Regions from separate parts of the Anas platyrhynchos genome. Here region 1 is linked to region 2. Evidence: chromatin contacts called from public Hi-C data. All regions are on one chromosome and are shown on one strand. Each heading gives the region's core, a stretch centred on a gene start, on an enhancer-like site or on the middle of the called end of the contact. The rest is flanking DNA. Distances are from core to core; before and after follow the strand shown.

Region 1 (2,700 bases), core at 27-2,526, 120 kb after region 2:
TGGGGGGGGAGGCAAGAAAGGCCAGCCAGCTGCAGCCAACTTAGTGCTCTGATGCCATGCAGACAACCATATAATGCAAAACATTGACTGTAAAACAGCAGGGAACCCTGAGCTGTGATCACTTTAGTTCTGTTGCACAGATGAGGCTCCTTAAGAGATCATGAAATCTCCCAGGCTCACTTACAGGCCTTTGCCTGCTTGTTAAACATCAACTTTTGACTCACGACTCCTTTTTCATATGTGAGACTCTACAAACAAGAGCCACCAGCTCTTACAGTCTTGCATGAGTCCTATTTCAAACCATGAACGGGATTTAAGTGAGACAGAAATTTGGTAAAATTGCTGCAAAAGTAAAACTACTGTTTAAAGAAATATTTCTGCAAGGTAAATCAGTCTCGCTTAGAGATCACAGCCTCCTATTCCATTTCAAAGTCAGGAGCCTCAGAGCAGCATAGCTCCACTGAAGCCAACTTAGTTCAGTCATGCAAAATGTATTGTCATCATGTTTTGGAGAACCAGCTGGGCTGACTGAAAGCACGACATTGTAATTCACAAAGAACACAAACAAAAATATTTATACATATTGTATAAATATTAATAATAAAATGCCATAATACATGTAAACACATGAAAATAAAACAAAAGAACTGGAACATTTGCACAACAACTTCATTGAGACGGTGGGAGGAGGTACAGAGGTATGGAGACTTATTGGCATTCATGACATCATTCCAGACAGAAGCTATAGGTCAAATTCTGGCATTAAACCTGGGCAGGAAAGGACAGTGGGACACCATCCTGCCCTCCACCATGAGCTCGTCTCCAAAAGTTTTCGGGAGCTCTTATGAACCCACTGTGCAAGGATAACCGTAAGTGCAACTCAGCTTTTATGCCCTGAAAGAGTCAGCCAAAAATCCTCATGCTCTGCTTGCAAACCAGTTGACTGGAAGTGGAAGGGACAGCTGACATAAGTGAACTCTTTGTCAAAGAAGTCAGCAGCTTGGCAGAGAAACTGGAAAACGATAAATGTTGCCAGACTTGCACAGAGGTTACCATGACCAACACTGGGCTAGTGCTGGCAGGCAGGCTAAATTTTAGTAGGTCTGATGAAGCCCCATACCCATGGGAGTGAACCACAGGAGGTTTCATAACCTTATGAGGAAGAACTTCTTTACAGTTCGGGTGACAGAGCACTGGGACAGGCTGCCCAGAGAGGCTGTGCAGTCTCCTTTGGAGATGCTCCAAACCCATCTGGAAGCCATCCTGTGTACCATGCTCCAGGTGACGCTGCTTGAGCAGCGGGGACTAGATGACCTCTGGAGATCCCTTCCAACCTCAACCATTCCGTGACTCTGTGACCTCCACCCTCGGGGAGCACAGCAGGCCCAGAGCCAACTGGATGCAGCTCTGGGATGCCACCGCTCCCGGCCCCATTTACCGAGACCCCACAGAGGGGCTGACTGGCAAAACTGCACGGGGAGCGGTCCTGGGTGCTCGTAAGCCCCGCGGTCTCCCGATGGCCCAGACCCCAGACCCCAGACTCCAGACCCCAGACCCCACACCCCCGACCCGTTCCCCGGCGCGGCCCTCAGCGCGGCCCCTGGGTGCCATGACAGGGCCGGGCGGCCGGGCGGGAGGGGCTGTGGCGGCCATTGGCTGTGCCGGGCGCTGCCGCCGCCGCCGCCTCCCGGCGCGGAGAATGGAGGCGCCGCCGCCTCGGGGCTTCTCCGAGGAGCAGTTTCGGGCTGCCTGCCGGGAGCTGGACCAGCCGGCGCCGGTGGCGCCCTGGCAGCTCCTGGTGGAGAGCATGGGCGTGAGGATCTACCGGCTATACGACGAGGTGGGCGGGCGGGGGAGCTCCCCCACGCCACAGAGGGTGGCGGGGCCTCGGGCGCTCCCCGGCCGGGCCCGGAGCGAGGAAGCGGGGCCGGGCCCGGGCGGGAGGAGCGGGGCGGCCCCGGGGGCGGCCGGGCTGCGGGAGGCGCCGCCGAGTCCCGCCGGCCCCGGCTCGGTTTCGCCGTGCTCCCAGCAAGCAGCTTGCCCAGTAATGCTATTAAGTGCTGCCGGGGAAAGCCGCTCTGCCGCGGGGAGCTCCAGGTTCGCCAGCGGCCGGGGTCGGGGTGGCTCCTGCGGCGGCCTGGGGGTGAAGGGAAACCCCTCCCTGCGCACCTGCGCCAGGACCTGCCGGCTCCCCGCCTTCTCCCCCTCTCCAAAACTCCTTCCGAGCTGAATTTTTCACCTTTCTGCCCCTAACATCAGGAGGTAGTTCAAAAACGGTGGGGGTGAAACTCTGCTTTTATATGGATGGACTGTTAAGCTGGCTGAAAAACATGCAGGTGTTTTTCTTGTGCTTCTTGCGAACTGACCCCGATTTGGGGAAGGTGGAGGAGGGGCTGGGAAGGCTGCAAGGGAACGGCATAGGTCCGGTCTTCTGATGTTGCTGGGAAATAAGTCTCTTGCTTATTCTGTCATTCAGTTGCCTTGAAGTGCCCCAGGAAAAGAAGAACCATGTCTTAAGAGGAGGGTCTTCAAGTTGTTACTGGAAAAATTGGTTTTTAACACTTACTGAACTGCACATCAGCTGTAACAGCGGTAGTTCAGGAAGCTGAAGGCAGTGTTTATATTTCCTGTTGCCTTCTCTTTCCACCTTCTCTTCAGGCTACACAAATAGGTCTCCCAGGCTTTCCTGTACACCTTTTC
Region 2 (2,700 bases), core at 51-2,550:
TATATGTTACATATTATGCACTAAATAGTGTATGTGCTGGCTGAAGCCCCATCCAACCTGGCCTTGAGCACTTCCAGGGAAGGGAACATCCACAACTCCTCTGGGCAGCCAGTGCCAAGGCCTCACCGCACCTTGAGTGAATAATTTATTCTTTTTATCTCATCTAAACCTACCCTTTTTAGTTTAAAGCCTTTAACCCTTGTCCTGTCACTGCACACCCTGATAAAGAGTCAGTCTCTCCTCATCTTTCCTATCGGCCCCCTTTAAATACTGGAAGGAAATATTATGTGTTATAGATGGATAATACAGACTGTAGGGCTAAATAAAACACATTTTAAATATGCATACATATGCGTATATTATATATTGTATATGAAGTATGTGTGCACACAGAAAGATGTGTACAGACACATTTGTAACAAGAATGATCCTGACCCCGCTGTGTCCCTGGTGCCATGAGGCCTGGGCCTGCCCACCCCTATGGCCGTGTTCTGCGGCCTGTGTCCTGGTTGCCTTTAACAACATCACACCCTGTGCTGCCTCTGCCAGCTGCAGTGCCCCCAGAAGCACCTCTGGCAGCCTGTTGATGGGCTGCTTCAGGTTTTTAAGCAAAAACAGGGCCTGTGCTCAGTGTGTGGCCTTTGGCCAGCGCAGCTGAATCCACACCCATGCCGGCGCAGAGGCCACATCTCCGCAATGCCCGGCTGCTGGCAGCCTGGCTCTTCCCCACAGAACTACAGCTTTGTCTGCTATTTTTAGGGGATTTCAGCCTTTTTCTGAGGAACACCTGCTACCTCAGGGTGCCACCAAGGCTCCACTTCAGCTAAAGCTGTCCTTACCGCCTCCTCCTTGCCCAGCAAGACGCATGGCACTCGACAGCCTCCTCCTCTCTGGGAAAGAGGGCATCTAAAAGCAGCGCCACGAACTAATTAATGCCTGTCGTTGAATGCAGCGAGTCTGGGGGTGGGCAGCTGAGCCCCGGGGCTGAGCTGGACATGGCCGCTGTGTGCCATCAGTTAAACCTCCTGCACCTCCAGCCCAGCACCTCGCAGCTCCCATCTGCCGGTGCCTGGTGCCCTCTGGAGGACACCGGAGACCTCACCACGGCCATGGCCAGCCGCAGCCGCCGTTTCAGGGACACAAAAGCCCCACGAAAGCACGAAATACAACGTATTTATAAAAATAGCTTCCAGAAAGAGCCCACAGGCAAGAAACTACGGCACTGTAACCTCAGCACTGAGCACTGGGTCCTGCACTGCCTTATGAAAAGAGTCCTGGCTCTGTCACACTTTGTGTTAGCTGCAGTTCAAGCCTAGTTGTGTTGCTGGGCTCAGGCAGCTTTGCTCTGCCTCTGGACACACAGGTCAGGGCTCGGCTTGCTGCATGACAAGGCTGGGCTGGGGTTTGTGTTGCCCCAGCCACCATTAGCAGGGCGCAGTGACCTGGGTGAGCTCTTTCTGCTCATCCTCTTCCCCAAAGCACATAAGATATAAAATAAATACGACTTTACCAGGAGCAAAGAACACGTCTTGGATCAGCAGCATCAACAGGGGTTGGACTCGATGATCCTTGTGGGCCCCTTCCAACTCAGGATGTTCTGTGCTTCCACGATCCTATTAACACAAGGGTGTCACTTATTTACAGTGTTTTAAGCTCTTCTTGCTGGCAAGGAGGCAATGATGGCTTTGGAGGCCTGGGGGGTCTAATGCTGACAGGGCTTAGCAGCCATTTTAGTGCCCTGCTCAGTGTGCGAGCACTCCTTGCAGCCCTGCCATCACTGGGGTACCCAAGGGTGCCCTGTAGTCTTTTTCTTTTTTTTTTTTTTTTTAACTCAAGCCCCACGTTTCATGAAACCTGTAGGAATTTAAAAGCTTTGAGAGTTTTTTAACCCTCTATTAAGCTTCTTCAGCTGCTTAAAAAGCATTACTCTGGAGGGAAATAAACAGATAGTGCATGCCTGGCAGCTGTGTTTTCCACAGCAAGACAGACCTGAAAGGAGAAAGAGAAAGAGAAGAAAAAGAAAAAGGAAAAGGAAAAGGAAAAGGAAAAGGAAAAGGAAAAGGAAAAGGAAAAGGAAAAGGAAGGGAAAAAAAAAAAAAAAAAAGGAAAAGGAAAAAGAACAGAGCCTTAAATATGACCTCTCAGTTTCTGCTGCATTTTTGCTTTTCATTTCTACATACAACCATACTGCAAATGTGAGTGTGCATGGGAGAAATGGGAGATACCATGGGTGTGAATACAGAGCTGCATTTCACCGCCAGCTACAGAGAAGCCTCTTGAACTGCAGCTGTATCGCCACAAGCCCTCAGTCTCTGCTGCAGGGGAGCTCACAGCTCCAGAGCCGTGTGCTTGGCTGGGGATGCCAGGCCCCATCCTGCAGCACTGGACCCTGCCAGCTCCAACACAAGGGGTCACGCACGAGCCATGCTCAGCTCCTGAGAGCTGGGCTCAGCTCCAAACCGCCTTTTTTTTTTTTTTTTTTTTTTCCCCTTTTCTCTTTATGACTATCATCTCCCTAATATATTTCTCTCTCTGCGGTGCTGCAGCAGGACAAGGGAGCCTGTGAAAATGTAAGGCCAGGGTCTCACCAGTCCTGGTGGTGAGGAGCTGCAGGGCCAAAGGCCAGAAAGTCACCAGTGCAGGGGGACAAAGACAGTACCACCACATCAACACTACAGCTTTGTCCTGTACTCGGCCTGA

Evidence for each region. A called contact is a pair of places that touch in the nucleus more often than the background predicts.
Region 1: a Hi-C map of subcutaneous adipose tissue shows a contact between it and region 2, with 4 times the contacts expected there. The contact joins the promoter of PCTP here to the enhancer-like site in region 2. A contact is called at or near these places in 2 of 8 Hi-C or Micro-C datasets (liver and subcutaneous adipose tissue).

What each region holds. Positions count from the first base shown.
Region 1 is chr19:5,606,745-5,609,444 of IASCAAS_PekinDuck_T2T, forward strand. It overlaps PCTP (phosphatidylcholine transfer protein), which reads left to right and starts at 1,277. Exons shown (of 6, transcript XM_027471423.3): 1 at 1,277-1,840. The coding sequence starts at 1,310.
Region 2 is chr19:5,489,136-5,491,835 of IASCAAS_PekinDuck_T2T, forward strand. No RefSeq gene overlaps it. Among named protein-coding and RNA genes, the nearest start is that of HLF, 39 kb to the left of the region's middle. Within about 2 kb of position 1,301, at least 3 of the 8 cell types and tissues checked have an H3K27ac peak or open chromatin away from gene starts, as enhancers often do. A contact at or near this core is called in subcutaneous adipose tissue, where this site is marked.